2 separate regions of the Rattus norvegicus genome follow, and region 1 is linked to region 2. The links are chromatin contacts, called in public Hi-C maps. All regions are on one chromosome and are shown on one strand. The core of a region is the stretch at or near the end of the contact, and the rest is flanking DNA. Distances in the headings are between cores, read along the strand shown.

The links. A called contact is a pair of places that touch in the nucleus more often than the background predicts.
Region 1: a Hi-C map of kidney shows a contact between it and region 2, with 3 times the contacts expected there. The contact joins the promoter of Rhbdf2 here to the promoter of Prpsap1 in region 2. A contact is called at or near these places in 5 of 12 Hi-C or Micro-C datasets (the Rat2 cell line, Schwann cells, kidney and 2 more) and 1 of 1 datasets of contacts at active chromatin or transcription factors (oligodendrocytes).

Annotation. Positions count from the first base shown.
Region 1 is chr10:102,354,407-102,361,479 of GRCr8, forward strand. Rhbdf2 (rhomboid 5 homolog 2) reads right to left here and starts at 4,711. Exons shown (of 19, transcript NM_001107067.2): 1 at 4,669-4,711.
Region 2 is chr10:102,217,224-102,223,483 of GRCr8, forward strand. It overlaps Prpsap1 (phosphoribosyl pyrophosphate synthetase-associated protein 1), which reads right to left and starts at 4,419. Exons shown (of 10, transcript NM_022545.3): 1 at 4,088-4,419; 2 at 1,894-1,946. The coding sequence starts at 4,257.

The DNA.
Region 1 (7,073 bases), core at 3,461-5,960, 140 kb after region 2:
TGCATGCTGGGAGCCAGAGTCAGGGCTCACATGTGGTCTGGTTACTCCGTTATGGTTTCCTCTACGAGATGGGGTGACAGTCACTACACAGATGGCATTATACTGCCTGGTGCAAAGCTCACTAATGGCTTCTCCCCTGGGCTGGAGTTTGCCACCATGGCCCATTCATTCGGGCTAAGATCCACCTGACAGGATTCTTCCTGACAGGTGGGTTATAAATCAAGGCTCGATGATGTTAAATCACGGTTCTAGCCTCAGAAAGTGCTGGGGCTGTAGCCTGATAGGATCCTGAGTTTTTTATATTTTAAAGAATTACTTTTATTATTTCTCTGTGCGTACAGGTTTTTTCTTTTACCTGCAGGTATTTCTACGCCCCACACTGCGCCCGTGGAGGTCAGGGGAGAGTGTTGGGTACCCTGGAAACAGAATCACAGATGGTTGCCAGCCAGCACGTGAATGCTGGGAATGGAACCCAAGTCCTCTCCAAGAGCAGCTGGCGCTCTTAGCCCCTGAGACGCTCTTAGCCCCTGAGACGCTCTTAGCCCCTGAGACGGCTCTCCACTAGTTCTTAACCTTAGCCCTCTTTTTTTTTTTTTTTTTTTGGATCTTTTTTTTCCAGAGCTGGGGACGGAACCCAGGGCCTTGCGCTTCCTAGGCAAGCGCTCTACCACTGAGCTAAATCCCCAACCCCAACCCTAGCCCTCTTGAAACATGAAAAGCCAAGTGGCAGAAGCCGAGTCTGGAGCGCGGCTCGCTCTGTGTAGTCTCTGTGTGAATGCCTTTGGCTCCCAAAAGCCTCGCTCTAGCATCCACTATGAGTGGCAACAACTACTGCTTGTGTGGCCTGACTCAGCTATCAAAGAGTTTTCCACAAGCATTATCTCATATGCTGAGGCAGGGCGGAGGCCACTGTCATTTGCAGCCTGACCGATAAAGTCCCTCAGGGCCTGGCTAAGCCTTCAGCTTTCCGTCCTGTGTCTACCCAGAATACCACAACAGGTTCTGCACCCTTCGGAGACCCACCTGGAGAGGGAAAAGGCACCCTGTGCCAGGGACCAGGGGCGAGGGGCTCCCCTACACCAGCTGTGACACCGTGGACATGGGCTTAGCGGCCACCTACTGAGGCAGAGCAAGGCTTTGTGACACACTCACTCCCAGCCCCAAGGGGTCCTCTACCCGACGACGCAGCTGCTTGTAGCATTCGGATGCCCCTGAGGTGCCTTCTATTCTGACATTTCGGCGTCCTACACGGCAGGGTTTCTCCTGTGATCCAAGCCTATGCCATGCACAGCAGCCTTGCTCCAAAGACAAGTAATTTCAGGACTGTGAGGATGCCTCACTTCAGTGTCCCCACCAGTCACACCCAGGCTGGACATGTCACAGGTCATTAGTGGAATCTTCACCTCATAATCCTCCACGGCATAGCCCAAGAAACCGAGGCAAGCCTACTTCAGTGACTCCCACCCTCCCTACAGACTGCCGGCCCTAGGATCCTGCCTCCTGGACTTTCAGCTTGGATCATCTGCCCTTCTGGTCAACCATGGTGTCTCTCATCCCATACCCTGACAGATCTCACTTGGCTCAAACCACTGTGCGGGAGAGCCGGAGCCGGGAAAGTGAAGCTGAAAATGCCTTCCAGCAGCTGCTGAGGCCCAAACGCTTGCATCTGGGTCCCAGACTGAATAAATCTGGTGAAGGGAGGATGGTACCCAGCAACTCTCCATAGCTCTGTGAAGATGAGAAGACAGGTTTTCCTTCTTATGTTTGTCTGCTGCCTGGGGAGGCCAGGGATACTTTGGGGCAATCCCGGAAAAGGCTCCATTCCTCCCAACGACGGGGCAGGCGTGGCTAGCTCCTCTTGAGAGGCTGTCTGTGTGCCAAGAGCTGCCCAGCCTGGCAGCGCCCCTGTCCCAGGGCCATGCTGGCTGCTGAGGTCAGCCAGCACTCCTCCCCCAGCCTGTCTGAGCTGGATAGGAAACTAGGAGCTGCTCCCAGCAGCACAGATGGTGAGGTCACTTTGGAAATCCCCTCGAGCAATGGGGCAATACCTAGACAGGATCCCATTAGTCCCGAGAACACGCTGGATTGGGGTGTGGGGATGAGCTGCCTGGAGAACACACAGCTCCCACATGCTGTGGGAGGGGACCTGGGGCCCAGAAGACAGCATCAAGTTTCCCAAACACAAACACGAACACTTGCTGGCCCCTTGACGTCCTCCTGCTGTCATCTGGTGCCTGTCTGGGTCACAGTTTACACAAGTAATGGAACTAGAGAGATGGCATAGCTGTTAATAGCACCGGGAGCTCTTCTAAAGGACCCAGACAGATTCCTAGCATTTCCATGGCAGCTGGCAACCACCTCTAACTTCCAGGGGATCCAACACCTTCTTCTGGCTTCAGCAAGCATCAAACACATACATACTGCACAGACACACAATCGAGGGGGCCGCTGTCCGGAGCTCAGATCACAAGAAAAATATCAGTGAGCCCAGAGTAGGCCTGAGCCTCCAGTGGTCCTCCTGCTCAAGCCTGCTGTGAGTGATCCCTGCTCTTTCAGAAGTCTCCTCCCTGGACAGCATAGGGTATAGAATGGTCAAGTGAAGCTGGAGTCCCAGGTTTGGGGTAGGTGGCTTTGAGGCGATCTGGGTGTTTTAACTTTATGCCTTCAGAGGCACATACAATAGTGGTAACTGCTACAGCATAGACCCAGTTGAAAAGGTCTGGTCTTCCCTGTTTTTTTGAGACAGGGTATCATACAGCCCAGAGTGGTCTCAAACTCACTCTGTTACGGAGGGTGACAGACTCCAGACTCTCCCACCACTACCTGCCATTGCTGGGATTCCAAAGCACACACCACCAAGTCTGGTTGCACATCAGGCTACTATGGTTAAAAAGACCCAAATCAACCAACCAACCTGAGACACTCCCCGCCACTCCCTTCTTACCCGATGAGGGCCCCCAAGCAAGAAGTCCAAAACTAGACAGGACAAGGGGAGATGGGAATGTTAGTTGCTGGAAGGATTCTGGCCTTGACGGACCCAACCAGCACACACCCCTACCTCCATTCTCAGAAAGCTAGGAGTACAACCCAGGGCCCGATCTCACCCTGACCAGGATTCCTACTACCACAAGGACAACCCATCCATCCTGTTGGAAGGAAAGAGATGGGAGCCACAGGGAATCAGTAGATGCCTTATTCCTTGGAAGTGCCTTTCCTGGTGTAAATAACTAGCGGAGTTATTCTGTGCTCGGAAGGAAAATTCCAGTTGGTCACATGGCATCCCCCATCCATGAGGCCTCAGCTTTGGGAAACTCCATGGGAACAGAGTTTGGTCCTGCCCTTCCTCCACCCCCAGGGCTACTCTGGCTCACCCTGGGGTTACCCTGTGTCCGAAGCCATCCTGGGTAAAGTACTACAGACCTGTGCTTCGAGGGGGACCACTGTTCCCAGCCTCTCCTCCACAGGGCCAGTGGCCAGCTGGCAAAAGACATTGTGGCACCAACATAGGACACTTGCCAGGGCAAAACCTGCCGGCACACCTCTTTATCTCCCATCTTATTTAGATTCACCCTGGTTCTTCCCACAGCCCCCGGAGAAACTGAGGTAGGGAAAGGAATTCACAAGAAGTACCCTAGTGGGCTGGAGCTTATAGGATGGTTCTTCAATATTGATTTTTTTTGGGGGGGGGGCTCCCAATTCTGTACTGTGGCTGTGACGACCAAGTGGCTCCAGGCATTGCCAAATATCCGTAACGGGCAAAAAGCACCCCTAAGCTGAGAACTACTGCTTGGAACCAAGTTTCATTTTCTTCTCCCTGACCACAGCACAACACGGATGCTGGGGACAGTTTTTCACCAGCAGATGCCACACACACACACACACACACACACACACACACACACACACACACACAGGAACCCCCACTCTAGCTGGTTGAGAAACAGCAGCCACTCCACCTATGGGGGAATTACTCAGGTACACCTCACCTGCATGCGCGCTAAGTCCCAGCCCCACAGATTCGCCGCTCTGTTTCCTGGAGCTAGATCAAGGCATGGACTGGAGTTCCCTTCTGCCCTGGGGTTGAGGTAGAGGTCCCAGCCCTACAGATCTTATGCTCCCTAACCTTCAACCCCTTCAGCTGGAGGCCCGACACTCCAAACCCCTCGGCCCTGAAGCCAGGACTCCTGAGTACACTTTCTGAGCCTCCCCCACCCCCACCCCCGCACCTGTTACCACCACGGCGGCGAAGCTCCACGCACAAACTGCAGCCCGGGGGACTTTGGAAGTTCACCCGGGAGCCAGGGGAGTAGAGCCTTAAGGTCTAAAAGGGACTCAGGTTGGAAGGTGGAGCCGCATGTTCCAACACTGGGCAGTGCCTTCTCTTCCTCCCTGGGCTTTTGAACTTCTGCGCAAACCACGCGCCCAGTCATCTGGTGACTGTGCCCCGGGGAACCCCTTAGGCGTCCTGGTCCTGGCAGAGGCCAAGGATTTGCGCGAGGGATCCAGCGGTCCTGCGGGCACAGAGTCCACAGCCTTGGCCTCCAGGGCGCTCCGCGGGGCGCGCAGCCCCCAGGCCTCTCCGCGGCCGTCCCGGGCAGCCCGGTGACTCCGTAGACACCCGCGGCCTAGCGGACCCGAGCTCCGCCGCGCCTATTTCCCCTCGCTCACCTCTCGGAGGCCCCACGTCCCGGGAAGCGCCTGCGAGCAGAGTGGGCAGCGGTGGGGCGGTGGCTACAAGCCTGGGCACCGGAGCTCCGCCTCTTCCCTACCTGCGCGAGGGCGCAGGGGCGGGGTCTGGGTGGGCGGGCCTCATGGGGCGTGGCTTCTTGGTGTGGGCGGTGTTTCTGGGGGCGTGGTCGACCCGCTGCCTCTGCCCGGACTTGGGGTTCCTGCTGCTTCACTTAAGGCCACATTTAAACACTTGCCTAGTGTAGGGGGATCTTAGATTTGATCTCCAACAACGCACGCGCGCACACGCGGACGCACACACCCCTAACAACCAGCAAAAAACATTCAAATTCCCCTTCTCTTTCTCGTGCGACCTCAGGCTCCTTTGACTCTAGGAGCCTCGACTAGCTCCATCTAGGGAGCCTTGGTCTTCTCTAGCTGCTGTCTCTCCTTCCTCCACTAGAATGACCTCTCCTCAGGCCTGTCATCCCTTCTAGGCCAGACCAGGGCCTTGCTGGAAGTCGGGTCTTGTCCCATTAACCTCAGGACTAAACAGAGTTGCAAAGGGGACCGAGCTGTGCAGAGTTATCATGCTTGGAGAGCCCTCCACATCTTGATGTAGTGGTCAGCCTCCTGGACAATGGGTGGCGGGGCCCAGCTTTAGACACTCTAGCCTAGCCAAAACTCACCAAGTAGCGTGCTTTGTTGTCTGAAACAAGAAATAACTATAAATGATTCTAGCTAACAGAGCATCCTCAGGAGATGGGGATTCAAATCCTGACCTGCCATTGACTACCCCCGTGTCCTTAGACAAATCCCCTCAGCCTCCTGGGCCTCAGCCTTCCCCTTTCTGAGTGGTGGCGGTGACAGGAAGCCCCTGTAGGGCACCTGGCTCTAACTCACAGCTGCTGTGACCTTTTCTATTATTAGCAGTGGCGAGGGCAGGACCTCCCTCAATTTTTAAACCAAAGGCGTTTGTCCTCCTCAGCCTACATCTCTAGCCACACTGGGCCCTTCCTCATCTTCCTCCTGGACCCAGAAGTCCTTCCCTTAACTCTGCCCTGGGAGGTGACATCTTGCGATGTTCTTACCAACTTCCCGGTAGGGTACCCCTCTTCATGTTCACATGCCTAGCCCTGTGCAAAGGCCGAAATTTATGACACCCTGTCCAACACTCATATGCTCCGACCTAGAAGCACTCCCTGGACCTGTCCAGCTCTTAAACAACAGCTGCAGGCCGGAGAAGGGCAAGGAGCGTCCCTTATACAGATTCCTAGAACCTGGCTCAGCCCCTCACTTGGGATTTGATGTGGAAACGTGTGGCAGGCACGGAAGGGCACAGGAAAGAACTGTACCCCCAGGTCTGGAGTCCTCATCCTCACCCAACACCAATGGCCTCAGCTTTCTTTCTGGAGTCCTGGTCCAGCCAGAGCGTTTGGAAAGACCACCACCAAGGGGCGCTGCAGCAGGGGCTGCTTCCAGAGGTAAGCCAAGACTCTGGCCTCCTGCGTTGCTCTCAGCCACCCTGCCTCCAGCCTGGCTCGGTGGCTTGGGTGGAGTAGAGGTTAAGAGCGCTGAGTGCTCTTTCAGAGGTCCTGAGATCGATTCCCTAGGGTGTCTGAGGTCATAGACACAAAATACATAAGTAAATCTTGAAAGAAACAGAAAGGGGGAGTCTGTTATGGAATCTCAGGACTAGGGAGATCCCTGAGTTCAATTCCCTCACAACCATCTGTAATGGGATCTGATGCCCTCTTCTGGTGTGTCTGACAGGTACAGTATACTCATAAATAAAATAAATCTTTTCAAAAAATTTTGGAGAAATAATTCTATGGTTGGAAGTCTTTGCTGCTCTTACAGAGACCCAGGTTCAGGAATTTGCTCTGTAGACCAGGCTATCCTTGAACTCAGAGATCGAACTCCTTGAACTGTCTGCCTCTGCTTCCGGGTGCTGGGATTAAAGCTGTGCACATCTACCAACTTGCTTATTTTCTTTTTAATTTTTTAAAATTTTATATGTATGAGTGTTTTGCCCACATGTATTCCTACACACTACTTGCATGACTTCTGGCCAGAAGAGGGCATTGGATCCCATGGAACTGGAGTTATATACAGGAGGTGTGAGCTATTCCATGGAGGCTGGGAGTTGAACCACGGTTCTCTGAAAGAAGTCAGTGCTCTAAACTGCTGAGCCATCTCTCCAGGCCCAGGCCTTGAATTCCTGTTCCTCCTGCCTTAGTCACCCAAATGCTAGTTGGCAAAGAACCACCGTGCCTGGCTAAAATTGATTTATTTATGTTGGGATTTATTTCGTTTGCTGTTTTAAGACAGGCTCCACACTGGTCTGGACCTCACTTTGTATATACTCCAGGTTGGCCTCCAATTCAGCAATCCTCCTGCCTTTA
Region 2 (6,260 bases), core at 3,169-5,668:
GAACACTAATTAAAACCCAATTCTCACACATCCAATTAGTGTGCATCTCTTCAACCGTCTGCACAACTGTCTACTGTCCTGTCCTTGGGTCTGTGTCTTTTCAGTTCCCAAACATCCTCGTGACTCTGGGTTCATCTGGTTTTGGTCTGTCAGGATAGGCCCTACTGTGTAAGGCTGACTGCTCTGTTTCTCCTGTGTAACCCAGAACGGGCTCAGACTCATAAACAAACGAAAGGGGCAGACGCCCTATGGTAGAAGGCTTTCCTAGATTGTGCTGTGGTATTAGTAGGACAGGCAGGCACAAGTGTTCAGGCTATAATTAGTTTTCCACACAACCTGGAGGGAAGCCAAACTGGGCCACTAACCTATTTAATCCAAATGTTTAGGTTATGATGACAACCTAAACATTTGGATTAAAAAAAATTAAAGAACAAAAAGAACAATCTGAAGGGTGAGCGCGCGCGTGTGTGTGTGTGTATGTGTGTGTGTGCGTGTGTGTACACATGGGCTTACATGCATGCATGCCAAGCGTACACAGGTAGACATGCAAATGTAAGAGTACGTCTCAGTTTCACCTCACGTTCTGAGACAGGTTCTCTCAGCTCAAACCCCTCGGTGCGGGTGTGTGAGCCTCAGGGTTGCCCTGTATCTGTCCTCTATCCCCGAGGTTATAGACACAGAACATTACTGTGACTGAGTCATCTTAGTCATTATCCCCAGTGCCAAACTGTTGATGCTCTCAGCTGATAACACGATGACATATTCAAACAGAACCCACAGAAGAAAAGACAAACGTTCTACAGATCTACCCTTTACTCGTTATATCACAGGATGTGAGCGTCCATGTGGAAAAACAAGAGTCAGAGTCTAGAGAAAGGGAAGGATGAAAGACACAGACCTCTAATGCTTGAGGAAAACATTTCTGTGTTAAACTGACATCCATGCTCACACAGACACACGCTCACACATATGCATGCTCACAGACAGACAGACAGACACACCCACACCCACCCCCCCCAACACACGACAGGCTGGTACCTACAACCCCAGGCGTCCCGTTGTATGTTACATGGAGAGCAGCAGAAACAATGAGACCCTGCTTCAATAAAACAGAACTGCCCACCAAAGGTTGTCCTCTGAGCTCTATACGAGCAGCGCACAAGTAAAACAACAATGGAGTTCTGCTTGTAAAAGTCTGCCCGCTTTGGAGGTGTGATGTGCCACAGGGCTCCAAGGCAGGGCAAGTTAAAGCTAGGGTGGTAAGTTCTAGTGTATCCAAGGAAACAAAGCAAAAACATGCTTTAAAGAAATGCCTGGTCGCTTGCCTAGGAAGCGCAAGGCCCTGGGTTCGGTCCCCAGCTCTGGGGGGGGAGGGGGGGGGGAGAAATGCCTGCAGTGGTGGCACACCCCTTTAATCCCAGCACTGGGGAAGCAAAGGCAGGGAGATCTGAGTTCAAGGCGAGCCTGGTCTACAGATCCAGTTCCAGCAAAACCAGGGAGGACTACACAGGGCAACCATGTCTTGACATACCAAAAAAAGCAAGCCATCAAACTGGACATGCCCACAGCCCAGGACATGACTAAAGGGGCTGGTCCAGCAATAGCACAGAGGGTGAAGGCACTAAGCCCGATGACCTGCATTTCACCCCTTAAATCCCACAGGATAGAAGGAGAGCCAGCTCGCTCCCATGTGGCATTACTGAGGATGCAGAAGCAGGCTGATCATGATAAAGTTAATAGAATAAGGAAATGGGACATGCTTTAATCTCAGCCCCAGGGGGACAAAGCAGGAGGATTCAGAGCTCAAGACAGCCTGGGCTACATGAGCAGCAGCAGCAGCAGCAGCAGTAATAACAACAAATCCTAAAGTAAAAACATCGACTTTTAACTTACCTCCATTGGTCTCCTGATAAACAACAGATTTCCCCAATTCAGCACCAAGACGCCTATTCACACACACACAAAAACAAAACAAAAGATGGTTAAGAGTATACAACTCGGGGTTGGGGATTTAGCTCAGTGGTAGAGCGCTTGCCTAGGAAGCACAAGGCCCTGGGTTCGGTCCCCAGCTCCGAAAAAAAGAACCAAAAAAAAAAAAAAAAAAAGAGCATACAACTCATTAACCCAGCATTCTGGAAGCTGAGGCAGGAGGATTGCTGTTAGGTGAAGGCTAGTCTGGGATATATGGTGAGTAGCAGGCCAGTCAGGACTATCTAGCAAGACCAAACTTTAAAGAAGGAAAAAAAAAAAAAAAGCCACGTGTGGTGGGTAAGCCTTTATTCCCAGCACTTGGGAGGCAGAGGCAGGAGGATCTCTGTGAGGCTATCCAGGTCTACAAAGTTTATGGTAAATTATCATAGCAAAAAGGCAAACCCACTAATTTTTAAAGTGCCCTCCTCAGCTCTCTTAAGGCAAGGTCATGTGTAGTAAGTATGACCCACTATAAACAACCTCAAGTTTCATGTTTAAAGGGATCCTTGGCCTCGACAAGAAAGACAAATAATCAGGGGTTAGAAATAAAAACCAGGGGGGCTGGAGGGATGGCTCAGTGGTTAAGAGCACTGACTGCTCTTCCAGAGGCCCTGAGTTCAATTCCCAGCAATCACATGGTGGCTTACAACCATCTGTAATAAAATCTGATGCCTTCTTCTGATGTATCTGAAGACAGTTACAGTGTACTCATATACATTATTAAATAATAATATTAAAAAATAAAGAAATAAATAAAAACCAGGGTGGAGAGATTGCTCAGTGGTTCGGAGCACCCTCTGCTCTTCCAGAGGTCTGGAGTTCAAGACCTTGCAAACCACACGGTGGCTCACAACCTTATCTGTAATGGGATCTGGTGCCCTCTTCTGGCCTTCATGCATACATGCAAACAGAGCATTGTATACATAACAAATAAATCTTAAGAAAAGAAATAGAAAACAGATCAGCAGAAGCTGTTTCCCTATCCTCTCTTAAATCCACTTCAAAGTCCAACTGATAATAAAACAGGTGGAGTTAAGAACTTCTGGAATATGAAAGTGACTTTAAATGTTCAAAGTCAAGCCGTTTACCCCGGGGAGTCCAGGTGTGCTGCTGTAAGGCCGGATCAAAAAGGCTAAGGGGTTGGGGATTTAGCTCAGTGGTAGAGCGCTTGCCTAGCAAACGCAAGGCCCTGGGTTCAGTCCCCAGCTCCGGGGGGAAAAAAAAAAAAAAAAAAAAAAAAAGGCTAAGGTCAGAAAATCACACCATTGAGAGTCTGACCAGGGTCCTAAGATCTTATCTCAGGACACCAAAGCCAACGCTGGGTATGGTGCTCGGGCTTTTAATCCCAGTGTTCCTGTGGCAGAGGCAGGCAGATCTCCAAGTTCCAGGCCAGTAGGAGCTACATACAGTAAAGCCCTGTCTCATAGAGAGGGCAAATGATGCATTTTGTTACATATTACTAAAAAGCTCATATTATAAAAGGCCCTTAAGGCTCTTTCTACCAGGGTTCTAGTTTTCCCCAAAAGAGAAAAGGGGCCTTTTAGTAGACAAGTACTATCAGCGGGGCACCGGGAGGCCCTGCTCTGCAGGATTCATCTCCACGACCTCCACCAAGTTCAGGCTCACACTCCCATCCCTGTCCCATAGAACCACCCCCATTTTACAAGTAGGGTTTAAAAAAAAAAATCACGTCCCTCACTCAGCGTTAGAGTAGGTAACAACAGACAAGCCTGGAAAGATAACTCAGGACCCCTGAAGTCAGTGGCTAACACTCCACGCACACACCTCTAAGCCAAGACTTTTTTTGTACAACTGATCCTACACAGTGTAATCGCGGCTCTCCCGCGCCCAGCCCGAAGTACTTCTGAGTTCCCTTCTCCCTGACCGTCCCAACCCTTAAGTCTGAGGATAGACTCTCATCGTCCGTCTCGATAGGGTCGGCCGGAAATGGCGATGGTCAGACACAGGGCAAGCGCAGGAAACCTCTTAATGGTCAAGAGTGCGCCGCGGCCCTGGGACGGGGTTGGGGAATCGTCCCGAAGCTTCTGCTCCCAGATGCAAAGGTGGAAGTGGCGGGGAGAGGGGCCAGGGCCTCGCCGGGGACCACACCGCTTACTCAGTGATGCGCTTGGCCAGCTCCGTGCAGGCGGCCGTGGAGTTGGCCGAAAAGACTCGGTAGCCAGTGCGGGCGGCGTTCATGGCCGGCGAGGCGGCGGGCCGGGCCCGCGGGACGCGCAGAGCGGAGCACGCGGACAGCTGGGGCAGTAGCAGCAGCTTCCTGGGCATCCTCCGGCCCGAGAAGCGGCTACAAGCGGTCCGCGCGGGGCGGGATGTGGGCACAGCTGTGACGCCGACGCAGCCACCGGCGGAGGCGCAGAGGGACGAGGCGCGATACCGACGCGCCGCCTCCGCGTCCCGACCACAGGCAACAGCGCCGCAACCGAGCGCCGCAGCCTCTTCAGGACCCCGCGTCAGGCCCCGCCCCTCCACGACACCGAGTCGCGCGGCTAGAGCATCCGCTCGGCCGCCATCTCGGAAAAGGGCAAGGAGGTAGGCATCGCCGCGAGAGCCTGTCCGGACAGGTGCGTCATTGACTCGCGTGCTCGCTTCGTTTTGAGTCTCCCAGGACAGGCATTTTTAAGTTCATTATTCTTGGAGGTACACACACGTTTAGTGGTGATTCCAGACGTCTTCAAACTGACTGCCAGGAGTCAAGATGTCCGCCGCAGGGACCGGAGGCAATCTAGCCTCGCGCCTCTATGATGAACAAGCCTTCAGCGCTCCAGTCTACGCTTGCGCAGGCTGGTATTTATTTATAAAGGTACACGCACGGTCCTTTGCGCTCGTTGCGGGCAATTATATCAAAACGCTCCAGAATCTGGACATGGAGACCTTCCCTAGACGTTATCCTTGTGTCTGCTCGTGAGGCAAGGTTGCATCCCCGCCAGTTTTTGTTCTCAGTTCTCCATCAGAGCGGCGCTCTCGCTTCCATCCGTCTACCCAGCCAGCTTCTCTGCCCGCAGGAGTGTATGTCTTGTGAAAATACAGATAGCGCGTGTTTTCATTTACTTTTGTGAAATGAGACCGCTCTTTTTTTTCTTTTTTTCGGAGCTGGGGACCGAACCCCGGGCCTTGCGCTTGCTAGGCAAGCGCTCTACCACTGAGCTAAATCCCCAACCCCGAAATGAGACCGTTCTAAAGAGACATTTGAGTCTCTCGATCTATCAAACTGTTCGAAAAACGGACCCCAAAGAAAAAAGGATTCCCCACCCCCAGGGACGTCACGCTGGGAGAAGGGAAAAGCACCATTACGACGGGGGCCGTGTCTCCCAGAAACAGCTATCACACAGCTCCAACGACTTGCAACGACCTTACAGACTGAGGCTGAAGCTCACACCTGGGAGTCTCAATGGTGGGCGGGACCGTGCCCTGAAAGTCCTGGAAGGGACTGTCTAGGTGGGCAAATCCTCGTCCTTCTGCTCATTTTTTTTAAAGATTTATTTATTTTATATATCTGAGTACACTGTAGTTGTCTTCAGACACACCAAAAGAGGGCATCAGATCCCATTACAGATGGTTGTGAGCCACTATGTGGTTGCTGGGAATTGAACTCTGGACCTCTGTTTAACAACTGAGCCATTTCTCGGGGTTGGGGATTTAGCTCAGTGGTAGAGCGCTTGCCTAGCAAGCGCAAGGCCCTGGGTTCGGTCCCCAGCTCCGAAAAAAAGAAAAGAAAAAACAAAAACAAACAAACAAACAAAAAACAACTGAGCCATTTCTCCAGCCCCACTTCTGTTTAAATTTCAATCTCACTTCTGCACCCGGAGGACAGACTTGTGGTGTTCTCTGGATTCCTTTGTTCCTCTTAACCGATGCTGCTAAGTTGAATAGATTTCACTTTTCTGTTTCCCATTTTCAATTCGGCTTTTAATTAAAAAAAAAAAAAAAAATCTGTCTGCGCGCCACACATATGCAGTGCCCGAAAAGGCCAGAAGAGGGTGACAGATACTCTGGAACTGTAATTTGGAGTCAGTCGTGGGCTGCTGGCTGCTAGGAACCGAACTTGAATCCTCTGGAACAGCAGCCAGTGCTCTTAATTGCTGAGCCTAGGTTGGCAATTTTAATTGACATATTGAGGATGGTGGCCAGATCTGACTTGGGCAGATTGTGACCCTCAAGGTTGATGACACTTGTTAACCTGTCTCCCTCCAAATCAAGGTTGTAAGCCCTAATCAGGGACCACCCGTGGAGAAGGACTGATAAGTTCACCTCATAACCTGTTTCCCGTT